Linked DNA regions of Mus musculus: region 2 is linked to region 1. Evidence: chromatin contacts called from public HiChIP or PLAC-seq data. All regions are on one chromosome and are shown on one strand. The core of a region is the stretch at or near the end of the contact, and the rest is flanking DNA. Distances in the headings are between cores, read along the strand shown. Region 1 holds the start of Trim69 (tripartite motif-containing 69). Region 2 overlaps Terb2 (telomere repeat binding bouquet formation protein 2).

What was found. HiChIP or PLAC-seq counts read pairs in DNA pulled down with a chosen protein or histone mark.
Region 2: a BATF HiChIP or PLAC-seq map of CD8 T cells shows a contact between it and region 1, with 6 read pairs. The contact joins the enhancer-like site here to the promoter of Trim69 in region 1. A contact is called at or near these places in 2 of 15 datasets of contacts at CTCF or cohesin (CD8 T cells and the NIH/3T3 cell line), 2 of 115 datasets of contacts at active chromatin or transcription factors (CD8 T cells and embryonic stem cells) and 3 of 9 other capture datasets (adipose tissue, liver and pancreatic islet).

What each region holds. Positions count from the first base shown.
Region 1 is chr2:122,158,345-122,163,067 of GRCm38.p6, forward strand. Trim69 (tripartite motif-containing 69) reads left to right here and starts at 2,364. Exons shown (of 7, transcript NM_080510.3): 1 at 2,364-2,552. The coding sequence starts at 2,547. All of the region lies in intron 2 of Patl2 (protein associated with topoisomerase II homolog 2 (yeast)), which reads right to left.
Region 2 is chr2:122,204,680-122,209,402 of GRCm38.p6, forward strand. It overlaps Terb2 (telomere repeat binding bouquet formation protein 2), which reads left to right. Exons shown (of 7, transcript NM_028914.1): 7 at 132-1,714. The coding sequence ends at 277. It also overlaps the pseudogene Gm14050. Among named protein-coding and RNA genes, the nearest start is that of Terb2, 21 kb to the left of the region's middle. Within about 2 kb of position 2,207, at least 23 of the 459 cell types and tissues checked have an H3K27ac peak or open chromatin away from gene starts, as enhancers often do. A contact at or near this core is called in CD8 T cells, where this site is marked.

The sequences.
Region 1 (4,723 bases), core at 1,114-3,613:
CAGAGAGAGGAAAGAAGGTGAGCCGAGCCCAACTGGATTACATAAATGAGACTATCTCCGAAAACAAAGCCAAGGAATCTCACTGAGTAGTGCTGGCCTTGCTGGAGTGCAGTGAGTGTGGAGGTGGAGAGCAAACTGAAACCAGAATCAGAGTTCAAATATTGCATAAAGCCTGAGCTCTAAATTCTTATGTAAATCAGCTGGGGACTGACCAACAGCTGTGAGATGCAGGGGGCTTTACACTGGCTTTAAACTTTGGTGCAAATCTCTTACTGAAGCCAAAACCATAGTAAATACAAGAACGCATTTATATTCTGGCAGTCCCAGGGATGAATTCCAGACAAGCCTGAGAGTTCCTGCGTCTAAAGAAAAATGCTAACTCTTGGCACGGCCTGGGATGTGTAACAGAGAGCTCTGGGAGAGTCACGTGTCTGGCTTTATCTGTGAGCATCTTCAGCTTGGAGAAGTTGACTTAACTCACAAGAGTCCAGTAAGTCACACATTACCTGGTTATCCTGAGGGTCCAGTTTGCATGGGAAGGCACTTGAGAGTCACATGGATGATAACCCTCAAACTACAGAAGACATTCCTCGGGAATGCACTGGAGAGCGACAGCCTTCCTCCCCTCCTAGTTTTCAGTAGATGAACAGTTCTTGTGGCTTACATCCCTTTCTTTTGCGGCATGTAAAAGCCATGATCCCCAGATCTGGCTCCACCTGTCTCAACGACCCTGCCCAGGGAAGACAGAGAGGCTGAGGCTGGCAGTGCGGTGTTACCATGCTCCTGCCTATCCTGCCAGGAGACTGCTTTTTGTGAATGAACCACTCTCTTCTCTCTCTCTCTCTTTTCCCTAACAAGCCAGAATAGCAGCTGTTGTTCAGTGGTCCACTGGAGAGAAGCTGGGGCAGGCCGGTGATTAGGGAGCTTGTCTACAAGGCACTCCGCTCAACCTTAGCACCAAACACAGAAACAAAACATGCATGCAGGGCATTTATTCCCAGCACTTGGGAGGCAGAGGTAGGTGAAATCTCTGTGAGTTTGAAGCCAGCTTAGTCTACATAGTGAGTTCTAGGACAGCCAGAATGTAGGCTATGTAGAGAAACTCTGTCTTGAAAACCAAAATCCAAAACAAATACAAAATAACAACAAAACCCACCCAAACCAATCAACCAAACAACAAACACAAACAACGACAATAACCCTGAAATCTAAGAAAACAAGCAGACAGAAGGAGGGTGTGCAGATCATTCACAGGGCCCCTCGAACTCTCTCACTAAGCCAGTGTTTACTACAGAGTGATAGCATGGAAGGCCTGGGGGCTAAGAAGACAGTTCTTTCTCACAAGAAGCTTGCGGTTTCTTGGGAAAGAGATCTGAAGACAAATCGGTTTAATGAAAGGAAGAATGTAGTATACCCAGAGCAGTGATAGAAACATCTGCCAGGTGCTGCTGCTGCACACAGCCTGCTCTGACTTCTCAGCAACTCTCTTGGCAGGAGGGGCAGCCTGTGCAAAGCCAGAGAAGCAAGGCATTTGTGGGCAGTCTCTAACTCTGGCATGCTGTTGTCCATGCTAAGGCTGGATAGCAGGCAGACACTAACCACTCAAGGCAATATACTGAGTTAGAATTACTGTAAGCAAAACATCAAACCCGCGGGCTCCCAGACTTGAGCATGGTCTAGGGACGAGCGTCTAAGCTAAAAGTGCTTACTTAGACTTTTAGAGAAAGCTGTGTGAACAGCATCTTTCCCTGCTGCCTTAGGGTCCAGCTCCAGACCCTGCTACTTGATCAGGTCTGCTTCAGGAGATGCCAAGAAGACAGGGAGAGCCAAACAGCTACCCCTGAAAGGCTCTGTGTCTGGAGGTGACGGGTCCAGCTAGGATAAAGAGAAGCCGCTCCAGTCAGGGGTACAGCTGATGCTGCTGTTTGTTCTCTCTTCCCTCGAGCAGCCTCATTCCCAAGTGAGATCTGAAAACCTTAAAATTACATTACCAGGGCTGGAGAGATGGCTCAGCCATTAAGAGTATTTATGGTGCTTACAGAGGACCAGAGTTTGGCTCCCAGTACTCACATCAGGTAGTTCACAACTACTTGTAACTCCAGCTCCAGGGAATTTGATCCACCTCTCTGGCCTCTGTGGGCACCTCCATACATGACACACACTCGAGCACAAACATACTCACACATAACTCAAGATTAAACATTTAAAAATTAGATTACCACCTGAAGTTTAAAAGAATCCCATCCCAAATAAAATAATAAAAGGGGTTGGCAGGTCATTCCAATCCAATCAGAGTTTGTCTATCTCAGACGCGAATATCATCAAAGCAACTGACAAACTGTCACGGAACCTGCTGGATCTCTAGCTTTGGCCTTGTCTGTCTTCTTCAGCTCCTGAACTCTCTTCTCCCTCCTCCTCTCATGGGCTCTGAGTCCATTCCTAGCATACTAACAGGCCCAGAACTCTTGGTCTGCAGCCATCCTGGGCTCACTGAGCAAAGCCAAGTTGCCTGACTCTGCCCCCTGGTGGCCTAATGACCAAGTTTCATGGAGGTAAGTTATTCTCTAACCACTCAGCGGGTTTTCTACACACAGGGTAGGAAACAGGGTATTGATTGTGGATCAAGAAGGGAAATCAAAGAAATATTTAACATGTAGCCTTTACCTTCTAAACTCTAGGCCTTTGGATAAACAGAAATTAGAGATGTGGGTAAGAAAGTAAGGAGGTCCACCATAACTTTTTGATAATTAAGACAAACATTATACAAAAGTTAACCTCTTTATCAATATAACTACTATCTTTAGATGAAGAATTATTAGTTATAACATTTTTTCATACTATAGGTCTTGGTATGTTATATTTACAACAGAGGTGCAGTTAAACATTTTTAGAAATCACATTTGTGTATTTTGTGTAGATATGTGGGCGTGCATACCAGAGCACATGTGTGGAAGTCAGAGGAAAATCTGCAGGATTAGGTTCACTCTTTCCACCATGTGGATCTCAGGGACTGAGTTTGGGTCGTCGGGCTTGGGAGCAAGCATCTTTTCCTGCTGAGCCATCTCACCAGCCCAGTTAAACGTCTTAAATTAACACCTTAAAACTAAAGTAAAGGAAGTTAGTATTCTAAACTTTAGTGTTGACAGACAAAAGAAAACATCGATTTACTTTAAGGAAGCCGGGTTTCCACGGAAACCCATCAAGGAATCTCAGTACATGGATCCGGATGCCGAGTGGGTCAGAACCCAGAGGTACAGATTTAGGATTTACTTCTGTGAGGCTGAACACGAAGTCAGGAAATTACTCACTTGTTAAAAGAGAGCAGAGCTAGAAGAAAGCCAGAGAAGATACTAAGAATAGAAAGGGGGATGGAAATTACTCATGGGGAAAGAACCAGGGTAGTAGTGCACTCGGGGCCAAAGGAGAGGGTTTCAGGTTTCAAGAGGGTGGAGACCAAGAGTATTCTTAAAGAGCAGAGATTCAGACAAGCTACTTCCAACACATTCCTTAAGCCCCTACCACAGCCAAGTAATGTGCTGGCCATAAGAGCTCAGGAAGAGACAGAGGACAGTGGCATAGTTAATGTAATGCAACAGCTTTCCTCGTTGGTTTTTTCTGTAATTGTTTGTTTTGTTTTAAGTCAGGGTTTTGCTGTGTAGCCCTGGCTGTCCCGGAATTCCATCTGTAGACCAGGCTGGCCTTGAACTCACAGAGATCTGCCTGCCTCTGCCTCCTGAGTGCTTGGATTAAAGGTGTGCGCCACCACCACTAGGCTATAAATGTTTTTTAGAGTGTGGGTGTGTGTGAGAGTGTCCAAGGAGGACAGAAGACTTTGATCCATTGGAGCTGGAATTACAGAGATTTATGAGTTCTGGGATCTGAATTCTAGTCCTCTAAGGACTTAAATGCTCTTAACAATGGAGCAGTCTTTCTAGCCCTTTCCTTTGTAATTCTTATCTCTATTAATGAACTGATTCTACCTGCCACCTCTCCATTTCTTTTGCTTTTTGTTTAAAATGTATATGCCAGATCCTGCCTTTGTCTGTCCTTCCTTCTTCCTTTTCTTCCTTTCCTTCCTTCCTTCCTTCCTTCCTTCCTTCCTTCCTTCCTTCCTTCCTTCCTTCCTTCCTTCCTTCCTTCCAACAGGGTCTCTCTCAGCTCTTGTTGTCTTGGAATTCGATATGTAGACTCAGACTGGCCTCAAATTCACCATGTTTCTTTAATGACTTCTGGGCCATGTTTTTTGTGTTCTACAATGTATCTCACGGTGTTTTTCAGCAGTTGTTTCTATTCTTTGTTTTCAGATTCATGAGAGAGTCTGGTTTGCATAGTCATCTTTTGCATTAGGCGACAGTTGGGGTTGCTGGACAGCCTATGAAATGGTCCAGAAGTCTGTCTGTGGTCTGGGAAAGGAAAAGGAAGTCACCTGACATATGCAGACCTGATCCTTTAGTGTGGACAGTGGGGAAGGCAGTTATTTTAAATTAACACATTCAGTAGACATTGAATAGAAATCTTAATTTAAAAAGTCAAGTATGCAAAGAATAACATATAGAATTGTTTATAACTATTCTGTATATAAATATTGACCTCGAGTCTCCCTTCTGATGGGCTCAAAGAAACTCAATTTATACTCTTTGAGAAGTGGCACCCACAGAGAGTGTGATTATACACACATATATGAGTACTCAGGTGGCAGTGTGTGTGTGTGCGCGCGCGCTAA
Region 2 (4,723 bases), core at 957-3,456, 46 kb after region 1:
TCTTCCTTCTCCTTCTTTATTCTTTTCTTTAAAAAATGTTCTATAAAATTTTAAACTAATAAATCAGAGATATTGAAAACCAAACAGCATGATAGGATTTTAAATGTATCTATTTCTTCTTATTTTCATAGGCTATATATCAATTGATGCCTTGGAGAAATTCCTTGGAGAATTACATGACTTCACTCCTGGTAGCTCAGGATATTTGGCATATCATATTCAAGATGAAATTAATATGTCTGCTATAAAAAACAAATTAAGAAGGAAACTAAGTTAAGCTGTACTTACATCTGGACACTTGCTTTTTTTTATAAAATAGTATGATGTGTATAATTTAAACGTGAAAGGAGAAAGAATTATTTTCTTTCTTAATATGTGTCCTGAGAAAACTTAGAATCATTTGACCACTGAATTTTGTGACATATTCATAAGTTGTGAGTTATTGTCATCCAAATACACTTAAAACAACTCTGTCAAAGGTTCCTTGATTTTGACTTTAATATTGTATATATTTTTCTAGGTTCAATATTGAAATGCTAGCCTTTATTGTGCTGTTGGGTTATTTTGATTTAAAATAAACTAGGAGACTATACTTGAACTGTAAATGTTTATTTCTGAAACATAGTGAGTCAGGTGCCTGACAATCCCGTGGTGAAGCTTGAGGCCAGCACCAGGGCTTATGAGGAAATGAAGCCCTTGTGAGGTGTCTTGCCAGAGTGACTAAATGAGGCACAACCCAATCTGGAATGTGACTTTCCTGATTTTCCAAGCTGGTTTTCCTGTATGGCCATGCTGGAGCCTCTGTATCAGGATCTGTGTATCGCATGTGTTACTCAAGCTGACCTCTAGCTCCAAGTAAAGTTCTCACCTCAATGCATTCCAAATCAACTGAAACTGTAGCTGTGTGCTTCTGGAGCTAGCTTTGTGTCTTACATAAATCTAGAAATGTGGCGATCTCAAGAAGGCAGTTTTGCTGGGTTTGGTACTGACCTGTAATTTTAGGTACTTGGATGACTGAGGCAGGAGCATAGAAAGCCCTAGCCAGCCTGGGCAACTTCCTAAGTCCCTGTCTCAGAGTTAAAAGTTAGAAGAGGCCAGTTACAAAGCCTCTATACAGCGTGTAGAAGGTCCTGTGTTCAAGCCCATGAAACCACTTCTTTACTTAGAGTTTGGTGGGCTAATTACTTTCTGTAGACATAAGTGGAATTCTTTTGAAGATGTCTACTTAGACCTGCTTGTTCTTCTGGCGGGCATAGAATTATCTAAAGAAAATGTTTTTGTCTTGTGTGTGGGTTATTTGGATGCGTGTGAGCCTCAGCTCTACCTTTTCCCTACAACTCAAACTTCAGAACATAAAATTGTAACACAAATCTCAGCCTCAGTGCTTGAGAATTATTTTTTTTGTCTGTGTGTTAGTTTTTCCTTATTTATTTTTGTGTCTGTGGTTAAGTCCTTCTGAACTTATAAATAAAAAAAATCTGATAATTATCTTTTCCTGAAACATTAAATATTGTCTCTTCCTGAACACTTTATCTTAGTCATGTTCTATTGATTAGGTTTTACATAGAAACCAAGCCTACCTGTAGATTTAAAATTAATAATTAAAAGTATTACGTAAGTTTACACTAAGTTGTTTACATTGGTATTATTTTAAGAGTATTTAATGTTTCTCCAACATGTACATGGATTAACATAGTGAATAAAAACCTCCAACAAAACAAATGTTTCTCAAAGTGATTATAATTTCAGATAGACAATGCAAATACAATACATATGTTTTTGGAATACTGCCAGGGGCAGTAAAATTAGCTGATACTATACCTTTTTCAAGACATGTCTTAGTTTCTTATTTGTTAAATAAAATACTCTGATAAAGACAATTTAAGAGGAAAGGATTTATTCTGGCTCACAGGTCAAGGTAGAGCTGCATAGACTGATGACGTGACTGCTCCATGGAATGGTTAAGGTTTTACTGTAGATATGAAGGACAGAACATCTGGAAGAGGCCAGAGCAAAGGGAGTGATAGGTTGAATGTGGCCTGGGCAGGAGGGAAGCAGAGCAGGGCTGAGGGAAAGGGGGAGAAAGTGAAATGAAGACAAAGGAGCGTTGAGGCAGAAGAGAGCACAGCTGACAGTAATGGACTTATAAGGAGAGTGAGAAACAGACAGGAAGTCTGGGAGTTGAGAAGTTCAGGGGAGGAGGTGAGAAGGGCTGTGGTGCTAGAGTGGACTTTGAACTGTGTAACAGGTCCTAGTAATACTGAGGGAGCCTGGAGCCCAGCATGCACTTTGATATTCTAATAACCACCATGGACAGCCATTTGTCCCTTCTGACAGTGATGGGGAAATGGCTCCTTTTGGCAAAGGGAAACCTGCTTCACAAATGCCTGAGGAATGCTGGCTTTTGTCTAACTGCCAGAATTGGGGGGATGAAGTTCCCTTTGGACCTGACAGGGACACATGGCAGAGGAGTCCAGGCTCATGAGCTTAAGGCAGTTGTCTGTATCCCATCCATGCTCAAGAAGCAGGGCTGGAGAGACACGCAGGCTGCTGCTCAGGTCCCCCATTTCCATTTATAAAATCCATAATCCCAGCCAGGGAGTGGCCTCACTCACAGTGGTCCCCTTCAGTTAACTAATCAACACGATCCCTACATGACCCCCTACATGGTCCCCTACATGGTCCCCTACATGCACGCTCAGAGGGCCGTCTCCCAGGTGGTTCCAGATCTTGACAAGTTCACAGTTAACTCTCACAGTTCCACCCTCTGTCAACTAAACACCCAAACATTACCTTTAAGTCATAACCTTCCTCTCCTTGTCCACATAGTCTCATGACCATGTTATAACATCAAGTGCACCCAGTCCAGCTTTAAAGTCCCCGTAGTTTTCAACAATTCCAACACTTTAAAATTACAGTCACTGACATGTGGATGCTAGAGAGATAGCTCAGCAGGTAAGAGCACTGACTGTTCTTCCAGAGGACCCTGGTTCATTTCCCAGCACCCACATGTCTGCTTACAACTATCTGTAACTACATGATCTGACACCTTCACAGACATATATTCAGGCAAAGCACCAATGCACGTAAAATAAAAAGGTTTTAAAAATTACAGTTGCTTGGCTGTGGTCTTGTATAAAGTAAAAAGATAAGTTATATCCTTCGATTCTAAAGGGATGAATGCTCAGCCCAGATGTTTAATTCCCAGAGACCAAAGGCTAAAGTTGAGAGACAGGAAAGATGCAGAGTGCCAAAGCCCTGCTTGCTTCTCCAGTTCTGATTGGCTCCTGCAGCAGGGGTCTGCCTCCCCCCTGAGAAGAGCATCCATCTAAACACCTTCCTAGAGCAGATCCCTTCCAGGTGGCCAGACAGGTGTTCCAGACCACAGTTTTCTCCCAGGACATTGACACAGCAGCCAAGTTTATTGGTGGTGGCTGGACCAGGGACAGACCTGCATTGAACAGTATTGGGCAGCTTTATACTGCCAAACAACTGGGGGACCCCATCTCTCAAACAATAGCTCTTCTATTCCATTTTGGGCTTTGCCCTGCCTGAGGCCATGGGGCTCTTATGTTTGCTGATCACCCTTGTCCACTTTTCCTTGGGAGCCTTCCTGGGGTCACCCAGTCATCCCTGCTGCTTCAACTCCATGTCAGTCCTGGTACTAGAATTAACTAGTGTAGTCACTATGGCAGTCAGCATGGAGATTCTTGAAAAAGTGGGAAAAAGAACCCTGGCCCAGCTGTACCACTCTTGGAGTTTAGCTGGAGGACTCGAAGTCAATATACCATAGAGGGACCGAGGGGCTTGCTCTTTGTTTTTCTGTTGTGTTAACTTTTTTTTTTTTAATTAAAAAAAATTTCCCTTCACCACTCCCACTTAACAATTTGTTTTTACTACATTAAGAAATGTGTGGCTGGGTGATGGTGGCATGCCTTTAATCCCAGCACTCGGGAGGCAGAGGCAGGCAGATTTCTGAGTTCAAGGCCAGCCTGGTCTACAGAGTGAGTTCCAGGACAGCCAGGACTACACAGAGAAACCCTGTCTCGAAAAAAAAAAAAAAGACTATATATATATGTATATATATATTCTTTTTCATATATATATATCTTTTTCATATATATATATAAAAGTTTCATAATGAAACTCATTATGTTAGTTTAAATATCTAAACAAATAAATATTGACAGTAAAAGAAGAGAAAACACAAAGCAAGAAGTTCTAGAACTAGGAACTTGAAGCGTGACCAGTTGGGGGTGGGGTGACTAAAAGGAAAATAGTCGAATATAGAATCATAGTGAAGATTTGTCATATATCTCACTCAGTAACTTATAAAAGCAAACCAAAAAATTAAGTATATAGACTTAAATACACAAGCTAAGGGCCTTTACTTACTTGAAACAACAGAATATTAATAATTATAGTCAATAATTACTTTTAAATATACATGGAACACTTATTAAAAGAAATCTTTTTAAATTTTAAATTATGTGTATGTGTACTTGTTTAGAAGAGGATGTCATACGACCTGGAACTATAGTTACAGGCAATTGTGAACCACTTTATGTGCATGCTGGGATTCAGGTATGTGCCATCATGCCCAGTTTATGAGGTCTGGGACTTCCTGCCTGCTAAACTTGCCCTCTACCGACTGAAATTAATCTCTAGACCAGAGTCATTTGTAATGCATCAATAATTATGCATATGTGATTGATTTATGTAA